Regions from separate parts of the Zea mays genome. Here region 2 is linked to region 1. The links are chromatin contacts, called in public Hi-C maps. All regions are on one chromosome and are shown on one strand. The core of a region is the stretch at or near the end of the contact, and the rest is flanking DNA. Distances in the headings are between cores, read along the strand shown. Region 1 holds the start of LOC542537 (elongation initiation factor5A). Region 2 holds the start of LOC100276814.

What was found. A called contact is a pair of places that touch in the nucleus more often than the background predicts.
Region 2: a Hi-C map of endosperm shows a contact between it and region 1, with 1.9 times the contacts expected there. The contact joins the promoter of LOC100276814 here to the promoter of LOC542537 in region 1. A contact is called at or near these places in 2 of 25 Hi-C or Micro-C datasets (ear and endosperm).

Annotation. Positions count from the first base shown.
Region 1 is chr2:216,108,584-216,114,433 of Zm-B73-REFERENCE-NAM-5.0, reverse strand. LOC542537 (elongation initiation factor5A) reads left to right here and starts at 4,559. Exons shown (of 6, transcript NM_001112080.2): 1 at 4,559-4,618; 2 at 4,756-4,889. The coding sequence starts at 4,764.
Region 2 is chr2:216,326,562-216,332,519 of Zm-B73-REFERENCE-NAM-5.0, reverse strand. LOC100276814 reads right to left here and starts at 4,618. Exons shown (of 7, transcript NM_001350172.1): 1 at 3,836-4,618. The coding sequence starts at 4,467.

The DNA of each region.
Region 1 (5,850 bases), core at 3,310-5,809:
ATCGAGGACCGAACAGAACTGAAATCTCATTTTCAGTATTCGGTTTCTAGTTATGTGAAAACCGACGGTCAACATCGGCTTCGGTTTCTGGGACTCCACGCGCCGAAAGAGCCGAACTCCCAAGTAGGGATGGCAATGGGTCGGATTCGGATTGGATATTGAAAATATCCGCCCGCAGCCATATCTACGGTCATAGATAATATCCACCCACGATTATATCCATGAATAGAAATTCATATCCATATCCATGCCCATCGGGTTTCGGATATCCATTGGATATGATAAAACCATTTTCAGCAATTGAATAACATAATTAATCAATTTTCTTCCCAATTCAACATCATACACAACTTAAAATTGAATAAAAATTTAAATATACATGTCCTTCAACAAGCAATATTCTCAACATAACTGGGACCAGCAGATTTCAGAGCTGCGTCTGCGCGGGGGGGGGGGGGGGGGGGGGTCGGCGGCGCTTAGAGCAGGGCGGAGCTCTGAGATGCGTCTGCGCTGGGGGGGCGGCGCGGGTTAGAGATGGCAATGGGGACCCGATCCCCGATTCCCCGCGGGGAATTCCTCTATTAGGGGATGGGGATGGGGAAGTTTCTTCCCCCACGGGGATGTAAATGGGGAAAAGTTCTCCCCCGACGGGTAAACGGGGACGGGGATGGGGAAGCATTCCCCATCCCCGTTCCCCGCGGGGACCCGTTAAACTTACATGTGATAATGTTTTCATATAATAGTTAATGATAAAAGTAAAGAATTACCTTGTCAAGAGATCACCCGTTGTACAAATACATTGATTTTAATGTGCACATAGTGAATTTTACATCTAACAATGTGTATAAGTGACAATATTTTACATTAATAACAAATGAAGTACGATTTAATTATAATTTAAGCGGGGGTGGGGATCCCCGACGGGGATTTATCCCCGCGGGGAACGGGGATGGGGAAGAAATGTCCCCCGTAAGCGTTCGTGGGGATCCCCGCGGGAAAAAATTTTTTGTCGTGGGGACGGGTTTGGGGAGCTAAAACCCGACGGGGAATTCCCCGTTGCCATCCCTAGCGCGGGTGGCTTGCGCGTGACGACGTGAGGCTGCACTGCAGGATGACTGGGAGGCTGAGATTGAACGATTGAGGTTGCACTGTAGGATGACTGGGAGGCTGGGATTGAACAATTGAGGCCAGAGGATGGCTGGATGGGGATTGGGCAATTAGGGATTAGGGTGGGCTGGTGGCTTAGGGTGTGTTTGGTTTGACTTTTGGCTTTTGGCTTTTGCCCCCTAAAAGCCAAAAGCCAACCAAAGGGCTGGATCCAGGAAGCAGCTTTTTCTAAAAGTTGACTTTCTCACAGTGCAAATCTGAAAGCACCTCTGTACCTGCTTTTAGTGGCTTTTCAGATGGAACTATGAAAACATATATCGAAGAACTTTTAACGATTTTAGTGGTTTCTATCAAACGATTTTTAGCTTTTTAATGGCTCACAGCCTACAGCAGCTTTTTCCACAGCTCACAGCCCACAGCAACTTTTTTCACAGCCACAGCCCAACCAAACAGACCCTTAGTGTTTTGGTGGGTTGAATATTACTTTGGCGGGCTGGCGACTAGGCTCAATAATGGACTAATGGTTAATTTCGGATATCCAACGGATTATCCGCGGATGAGATTTAATATCCAAACTTATACTCACTTTATCTCGGATCAAATACGGGTCTAACCTACAGGTCAAAAAATATATCCATATCATAATTCGTCGGATCAGATATCCGCCGGATATCCAAATCTACGGATTAAATTGACATCTCTACTCCCAAGTCACCTCTCCTATGCTACAGCCTGTACGTGCACCACATGGGGTCGCTGCCCATTCCATCCCAACACTTTTACAGTCCAACACTTTTACAGCCCAAGGAGCTACAGCGGCTACGCACGGCACAACAAACAGGTGACGGCACGCTGTGCGTGCAAGTAGCTAAGGCTATTCACAATGGAGGTTTCATGTGGTGTTTCATGTATTAATTAACCTGCCACATCAGCTATTTTGATGACATATCACATCATTTAAGAAGGAAGAGTTTCATGGAGTTTCATGGGGATGAAACCATGTTAACTCGTTTCCAAGATCTTGGAAACTGTGTGAAACCTCCATTGAGAGTGTTTTGTTTCATCTTCATATAATTGAGTAAATCCTATTGGTTATTTATATGCAGCATTTAAGAAGTATGTTGACATATGAAATAGTGAGATGAAACTCTCTATAGAGAGAGGGTATTTCATTCATCCATAAATCTGATGTGGCATTTTTGGAAACAGTGACATGAAATCCCCATTGTGAATAGCCTAAGATGGCGAGGAGCGTTGGATTTCGGTGTGCATCGAACATCGAACCGTCGCATCAATGGGTTTGCAGTTTGTCCAAAACCAAACTTCCTTTCACAGAAGAAACCGAACCGAAGTGTTCGGTTCTATCGAATGTTCAGCCTGTTATATCGAATGTTCAGACTTAGGGTTAGTTTATGAACCCTATTTTTTTTAAGAGATTTCTATTTTCTAAACGAAAAAATGAAATAGTTTCTCTTAGAAAAATAAAAATATCATTAAAAATGTGGTTCCTAAACTAGTTCTAAAAGACGAGTCAGTACTAGAAGATAGAGGGAATTCTTCCCTCAATAAATATGGAGAGACGACTTCGGATCTGCGACGTGCTGGTAGCTTAGTGAGACTGCACAAGGCCTGCCTTTCACATCTAGTGGCATCTTAAATCTGTCAGTCCAGCTTATCAAGATTAGTCATTCAGTTATGATGTCTTCTATAAGGTACAATCATAACTAGAATGAAAAGAAAGTGCAATTACCAGGCGAGAACACAGCATGGTACATGAGGATTCCAGCTACAACTGATATATTAATGGCGTGTTTGGTTTGCAGGTTGGGCTGTTTCCGGAGTCATTCAGTCCTGTGTCCGAGCCTACATCAGCGTTGGTTTGAATCGCTGAATGATGTCGTCCATCACTGTATTGTTCTAATAACAGACTAACATGCGGGTTCAGCTCACTCCACAACAAACTGTCGGACCGCTCCATCCGGAGCCAGGCCACGACGGATGAGTCAAATCGTTGGACCAAACGCGCAGTAAACGAATCCACCATGCCTTTAGTTGGAACGCTACGGTGCAAATCTGATAAATATAGAGCATCGTCATTTATACCCTATCACCAAAGAATTAGCTGATACCTAACTTTTATTACTGTGAAATATGTTAGAAAATGAGGCATTACTAGTTTTAATTTAGTCCAGAAAACCATTGTAATTTATGTGACGACATGTATACCACTATTCGTATAAGCAGTACACAAAAAAGACACGCAAAAAGTATGGAAAACAGGAAGTTCCCTGTGAAGGGACCGATGCTCAAAGTATCAGCGGCCCAATTCACACAAGACATCTCGTGTGTATGTTCGATATAATTGTACGAACTCGATGCAGGCAGGTCTACGCAGTGCAGTCCCTCAAACAGCGCCGACGGCGAAGAACCAGAGCGGATGAAGCGAGCAGTTGCAAGTACGTTACTCAAAAACCTGATCGTCCACACACTCGTGCAAGTGTACATATGCGGACGACGATTTCAGGGAGAGGAGAAGGGTAACGAACAGTAACGGTCACGCCATTAGAACCAGAAACTGAGGAGACATTAGGGCAATAAACCGACGTCCTTCTACTAGTTATAGAAAGAAAACAGACGGTCATTATGATGAGGGAAATTTGGATCCATACCATTAAAAGATCACCACTTTGGATCCATACCATTACTATCTCACTTACATGTGGGTCCACATGAGTCAATGACATGTGGGGTCCATGATATATATCTAAAGTTTGGATCTTTTAATGGTATAGATCCAATTGTTCCTTATGATAATCATCACTCAATGCAAAATATATAACTGTTTGAAAGAAATATTTAGACCAAGCTCGACCTACCACGAACTACGGCCTCGCCCATGACCACGGCTCAGACCTAGCCGGCGGCGGCGGCGCGCGCGTTCAGGTCAACGGTAAACCAAGCATGATGAAGGATGAACATCCCACGACAGTGCGTTTTCACAACGAATCTCAAGTTCTCAACCCGATCGGATCATAAGAGCTTTGTAAACGTTCCCGCACCATTGTTTTCTTATCGTTGATCAGGAGACGCTGAAAGGGAAGTGGAAAGTCTTGAGGGAATGAAAAGGAAAGAAAGCAAAGAGGGGAAAAAAGGCGAGCAAAAGGAGGCGGAAACATGCTTTCAGCCGTCCGTGGCGTGATTCAAACGCGAGAAGATGCCCTGCCCCTGCAGCCGTACACGGTCCGATCACCTGACCGAACTGACGGCTCAGATTTGCTCAACATCTGCACTATAAGTCGTTCCACCGACATGCGGGCCCGTTATACATAGAACCCCACAGTCAGTGAGACACATGGTCTTCTCTCTGGTGGAAGCGGTGGGTGCACATGCTGCTAGCAGTATAAATATGCTGAAAGCCTGAAACCCTAGGCGAAGCTTATCGCTTATCATCCGCGCCTCTACATTTCTTCTCTCTCTGCTCCTCCGCCTCCGCCTGATCCATCCAAGACAGGTGAAATCCTGACCGCCGCCGCTCAGATTTGCTTGTGCTGTGTTTTTTGATTTGTGATTTATCTTGTTTCCTGAAATATGGGGAATCTGAATCGAGGCTGATTTCCGGATCTTGTTGTTTCGTTTTTTTTTGGGCAGGGATCGCCATGTCGGACTCGGAGGAGCACCACTTCGAATCGAAGGCCGACGCTGGGGCGTCCAAGACCTACCCGCAGCAGGCTGGCACCGTCCGTAAGAACGGCTTCATCGTCATCAAGAACCGTCCCTGCAAGGTATATGTGTGTTTAGATTTGGAATCGGCTTTATTCCATCGATTAGGATCGATCCGCGTCGTTGTGCTGTTAACTGGTGACATGGAGATGTAGTCGTCTCTGGTGGGGAATAGGTGCCGTTACTGTTATCCTTTGATGGTTGACCCACTATGGGGATGGAATTTCCTGCTAGCGTGAAGGAGATGTGTGAGTGCCGGTTGAAGCGAGACTTTGCTATTGCCAGCCGGAGTTATTACGATTGGTCTTTGCTTTACAGAATAACAGTTTTTGTGTGGTAAATCAGATCTGTCTTTCAAGAGATCAGAAAAACGACATTCGGTCAGAGTAGATTTCGCTCAAGGAATACAAGTAGCTGAATCTGTAGCTTTATTTTTTTTTCTTTACAAATGTGGAAACTATTTGGCATGTTGGTTTATTCTGTAGACCCCTGAGCTTGCCATTGAACATTCAAGGGTACTCATTATTTAACCTTGATGATGGTCATGATGTTTGTACCCCTTGAACTATAGTGGGCTACCACCGAAGTGATTTTTTTGAAGTTTGAACAGAGGGTTATCCAATTTCCATTGTAATGTGGATGTTTTCTAGGGGCTATAGTTTTGATTTGACCCCACGATGGATGTAGCACATTGTCTATTGCTATTGATTTTTTTTGGAATGTGTAGGATTGGAATTGAAAAGTTATATTTCCTATTTATTGATAAAACCAATTTGTTGTCAAAATGAAGTTTCTTTTGGTTTGGGAATTCTTTGTCAAAGAGAATTACCCACTTGTTCTGCAATTACCAAGCAGGTTCTCTCTTTTTTAACTCTAAACCTTGAAAATCTTCTGTGGTATCATACCCTACTTTATTTTAGGGTGTCATCCTAAGTTGATAGTAAGCTTCTGATGGATTTGAGTGATATACCAGCAACAGTTCATGAGGATGTGCCTGAAACTATTTGAAATTTCCTTGCTCCT
Region 2 (5,958 bases), core at 3,369-5,868, 220 kb before region 1:
CATTATGTGTGTCAATCCAAATTATATGCGGACCATTCCGTGTACCTTAGGTCAAACTATCAATCTATTAGCCTAACATACCAATATCCAAAGTAAAACAGGTTAACTATGCAGGTAATCATATCAGACATTCAGACTTGGCAACAGTCATCGGAATCAACCACAACCCACTAGTCTTTTTTTCAGGCAATTCTGGTTTCAGCTCCTGCAGATAATTGGCCTCCAGTCCCTCTGTCCACAGCCAGGAGATCTTTCTTTTGAGAATTGGTGGAGGAGATGTAACCAGGCTACCACTGGTCTGGTAAGAAAAGGATTGAACTCAGCCATCATCTTGGGAGTCTGGTGTTTGTGGAGACATCGTAATAGATGTGTGTTTGACGTGACCTCTCCTAACCTTGCTAATCTTTTAATTGTGGCAGAGGATGATTTGAAGCTCTAGAGTTTAGCAGGCGCAAAGGGTCTTTACCTCCTGCGTGGTCTATTAGGTGGAAATGAAAACTGACCCACTAGTCCTTTTTTAGTCTTAGTCTTCTGTGTTTTAGCGCGTTGTAATCAGTGGATGATGTAGGGTTTCTAAACTCATAGTTTCTTCTTAATATAAATGATACGCAACTCTCTAGCGTATTCGATAAAAAAAACCACAAACAAGTATCACAAAAGATAACTCAATATTGTAACCCACAGGTTCCCAAGCGCCAACAGATACTTGTATGGTTATGTCAAGCCCGCTACCATAACAGAGTGAGAAGGAGGATGAGTCAGCAGGCATCTTCCAAGTAGAGAGACGCCTCAGGTGAAGATGACGCACTGTTCAACACTTCCCCTTACCAGTTACATTCACTGAGTTGAGAGCCTTTTGGGACTCACAGGATACTACTATAAGAAGTTTGTCAGGGGATACGGAATAATAGCCAAGCCACTCGCTAACATCCTTCAGTACAAAGCTTTTCAATGGACAACTCGGGCTCAAGGGGCTTTTGACAATCTCAAGCTAGCTATGACACAGACCACGGTGCTGGCCTTGCCCAACTTCCATGCTCCTTTTACAGTGGAAAATGATGCCTGTGGAGAAGGGATTGGAGCAGTTTTGATGCAAGCGGGTCAACCAGTTGCATTTCTGAGTAAAGCAATGGGTGAAAAACACAAATCTCTATCTACGAAAAAAGAGTTCTTAGCACTGATCATGGCAGTAGAGAAGTAGATACACTATCTGCAACACAGGAGTTCACCATTCTCACTAATCACAAGTCGCTGTCATATCTCAGAACAAAATCTGCACTCCGAGATGCATAGGAACACAATGACTAGACTCATGGGCTTACAGTTCAAAATTGTGTACAGGAAAGGCGAAGAAAATGTTGTTGTGAATTGTCCAGAATAGCTCACCTCAACACTCTCGAAGCTGTGTCCATGGTAAAGCCTGATTGGATTCAAGAAGCCCTCAACTCCTATGTTACTGACCCTAGAGCCCAACAGTTGTTGAGTCAGCTAGACATTACAAGTCCAAATACCACAGGCTACAATAAGGACAATGGACTCATCAGATACAAATCATAACTTTGGATTGGCCAGAATTCTGCACCGCACACCAAGGGCCTGTTTGATACAACTTTTTTCTGAAGAGATTTTTTAAGAATCTGGATTCGTGGATAATCTAGCTGTCATGAGAATCTGAATATCATGGGGCTTACGTGTAAAGGAAGATATAGGGGGTCCATAGGATTTAGGATCTAAAAAGCGATGGATTCCTCCCATCACGACAACTCGACGTATTCTATATTCACATTGATTTGAGCGATTTTCACAGAAGTGGACTGAGAAGGTGTTTGGCTGACAGAATCAGATTCTGACAGACAGAATCCAATTTTAAGCTGAAACAATCACCTTCCATTCCAGTGCTATTGGTGGTCACTCTGGAACTAAGGCCACTTATCAACTTCTCAAGAATCACTTTGCTTGGAAGGAAATGAAACAAGACACAAAAGAGTATGGGCATATTTGGTTCAGCTTTTTCTGACGAGCTTTTCTGAGAATCTGGTTGTAGGGAGAATCTGAGTATCGTGGAGATTACGTGCAGAGGAAGATAATAGGGTTAGGGTCCATAGGGTTTAGGATCTAAGAAGTGTCGGATTCCTCCTATCGCGGACTCGGGCTATTCTGTGTTCGCGTTGATTTTTGGACGATTTTCACCAAAGCGATTCTCACAAAAGCAGGCTAAAAAGTTGAGCGTTTGGCAATCCGCAACAATTTCTAGCGTCCAGAAGCTGGATTCAAGCTGAAAACAAACACCCCCCATATGTCAATAGGCTAAACATTCTAACACTTTGCATGCAGGCCTTCTCTAGCCCCTACCAATTCCAGAAGGTGTTTGGATGGATTTGTCCATGAACTTTATTGAAGGACTACCCAAATCTCAAGGGTACAATGTCATTAGGGTAGTGGTGGACAGACTGACCAAATTTGCTCATTCCTCATTTTATGGCAGTCAAACACATAGCCACCTCTGTAGCCCAACTTTTTATGGAGAATATTGTCAAACTGCATGGCTTCATCATTCTATTATCAGTGAAACAATATTTGTGAGTTCATTCTGAGGAGCTCACCAAGCTGTACAAAGTCAATCTAGCCATGAGCTGAGCCTATCACCCTCAATCAGATGGGCAAACAGAGCGAGTAAACCAATGCCTTGAGATGTATTTGCGTGGAGTTCAAGATGCTCCTAAAACATGGAAAGCCTGGCTTTCACTGGAAGAGTTGTGGTATAACTCTTCTTATCAAAAATCCTTGGGCTGTTCTCCATTCAAAACTCTCTATGGGGTTGAAGCTAACATTGGCGTCACACTTAGCATTCCGAATGACACTCCAGTCAATGTTTCTGAATTAGTGGAGAACAGAGAGTTACACCTCAAACCTCTGAAACACCATCTTGTTAATGCTCAGAACAGGATGAAAACAATGTCTGACAGGAAACGTTCAGACCTGCAGTTCCAAGTAGGCGATCAGGTCTTAATGAAACTTCAACCATACACTCGATCCTCAGTGGCTACTGGCTAACAGGCCTTTCTCAAAGCTTTCTTACAAGTACTTTGGCCTGTTCAAAGTCCTGAAACGAGTGGGCAATGGCTTATCGCTTGGAGTTACCAGTTGACATTAAGATTCACCCTGTTTTCCATGTCTTCTAGATCAAGTCTTCTGTTGCAAATCACACCCCTGTCTACTCCGATCTTCCGGACACCACCGACAGCGAGGCTGCCTCCGCGATACCTGAGCATGTCCTCGATCGCCGTCCGGTGAATAAGGGCAATGCAGCTGTATCACAGGTGCTGATCAAATGAGCCCGTCTTCCGGAGGCATCCGCTACCTGGGAGGATTACAATGTGTTGTGTGAGGGCTTCTCAAACGCCCCTGCTTGGGGACACGCAGGATCTTCGGAGAGGGGAGCTGCCAAGCCAACTACCACAACAGAGTGAGAAGGCACATGAGCCAGCAGGTGTCTTCTAACTAGAGAAGCACCGTTACCTTTTATTTACTGAGTCTATGACAGTAGGGGGCCGAGAAGGTGTACTCCTTAAGCTTGCGTTGTAAGACTGAAACGCTATTCGAATTCTGATAACACAATGAGTAATAGAAGAACGTGTCCTCTTCTCATTACCGCATTTGAGCTTGCTGCATATCCTCACGTGAATGTCAAACGTCAGTGGCCACCGGGTTTTACAGGTTATACCATTATAGGTCGTCACCTATAAGTACGGTAAACAAAACTAGGTGCCGGAACAGAAATCAGAATGCCTCATTGGCAACGACAATGCCGCCCGTACAAGAATAGCGCACTCACCGTTCAATGAGCTTCTCGGCGCCCTCGGTCTCCTGGCTGGCGACCATGCTCTTGAGCACGAGGTTGTACGATGCAGCGTTGGGTTGGAGCTCGAACTCGAGCATGTGGTCAGCGAGATCGAGCATCTCGTGCGGCAGGGCCCTGGTCATGAGGTTGGCGCGGAGGTAGTGATTGAAGAGGTCGACGTCGGGGTGGTTGGGCTTCCCCGTGGCGGCGTCGAGGGAGCGCACCCAGTGGTCGAACAGATGCTTCATGTCTTCCCACCGCTGCTCCGCCATATACTTGGCGAACGTCTCCTTGAGCCCCGTGACGTCGGGTGCATCGTAGAAGGCGGCCATGAAGTGCTGCGCCCCGAAGGGGCTGCCGGCGACGACGGTGGGCAGAAGCGAGGAGGGCGGGTTGGCGGCGGCTGGGTTGCGCCAGTTCTGGGTGTAGAAGGGGCTCCCCGTGCTGGGGTTTGGAGGGAGTGGGGCCGCGCCGGCGAGGTCGGGGGTGCCGGCGGTCGGGTCGGGGGACAGCTCCGGCTGCTGGGGCAAAGCACGGGAGGATGAGATCGCTGCGCGGAGGAGGAGAAGGTGGGGGTTGCGGTGGTGGCGTAGGAGGTGCGAGGTGGCCGCCGCAACAGCCGCCATGGCGGCTAGGGATTAGGGTTTTAGAGAGGCGGTGATGGGGGGAGGTGCGGCGGAGCGACGGAGACGACGGCGGCTGAGATCTTTGAGATGAGCGGGCGTGATGAGGTCAGGAAGACAACATATCGGATGTCCATGACAGTTTAGTTTATATGTTGCATATATTAAGGACTTGTTTGGTTTCATTAGTTCTAGGACTAAAGTTTAGTTCAGAGATTAAATTTTAGTCCATACTCTGTTTGGCTGTAGGGACTAAACAGATTCTAAATATATTAAATACAACACATAAAGACTAAAATGCCCTTTTTTTTGTTTGATACTAATTTTCTAGCAAGGGTAATTAGAGTAAATGTTGCTCTTTAGTCCCTTTTAGCACTCATATGAGGGACTAGAGACTAAATCCAATTAGTCCCTACTTTAGTCCTACTGTTTGGCAAAATAAAGACTAAACGAGACTAAAAACTAGGAACTAAAGATTAGTCCCTCTATCCAAACGGGACCTAAATCATTGTGATCCTTCTTAGATCTAACATTTCTAGTTGGTCTATATATTTTACAAACAATATTACTTAAAGTGGTGGAGTATAGTAATCTCTACTACTCTATAATAACCAACAGTGGGCGTTCACATTGCTACACTATGCCCCCGCTCGCGCAAACCTTGTCCCTGCGTTCGCTCTCTGAGCTCGGACAGGCGTCGTTTTCTCCGAGCTCGGGCAATACCATTTCATACTTATACCCATCAAAAAAATTCTACCCACCGGGTTACCCATATATGCTCCCGAAGATAAAATCTACACATACCACGGGATAATTTTATTTCGATTAATCCGTACCCACTAAGAAATTCTTAAATTCTAATATACTAATCACTCAAAATATTAAATAAACAGACAAAAAACAAGTTTAACTTCATATGGGCATGTTGTCTATTAATGATAACAATAGAGACAATCTAATTCAAGGGTTCAAAAACAGATGACTGAACTGTCTGCAGTCTGACAAAAAATGGCTAAGTATGAGATTTTGAATCTCTGAAAATAACAGCGATTAACTATTTTTGAAGCAGGTTTCTGAATGATTTTTATTACCGCCTTGAACCACAACAGAAAAAATGGGATGTACAAGCTTGACATTATTAGGTGGTGCTTGATATACAATAAAAAGTGGAATTGCAAGTGTATCTGTCAACAGCCATTGCATTATCATGCCTAAAACCTGCAAATGGTTGGTCAGGTGGGAGTTTTGGAAAATTTATGTAAGCAACAGGTAATTTGAGACCAGCTAAGTTTTTGGACATAAGGCCCATGAGCCTAGACAAGCATCGATAAGGAAGACTGAGTGATCCTCAAATTGGAAAGTTTAACTTAAAAAGAAAAAATACAGGAAAAAAACTACAATTTTCGAATTGTGAACTTGAGAAAGTTCGGATAAATAATTAGAGTACTTTGAGCTAAAAATGAACCTAGTCTTGCAGTACACACTTAAGTATAC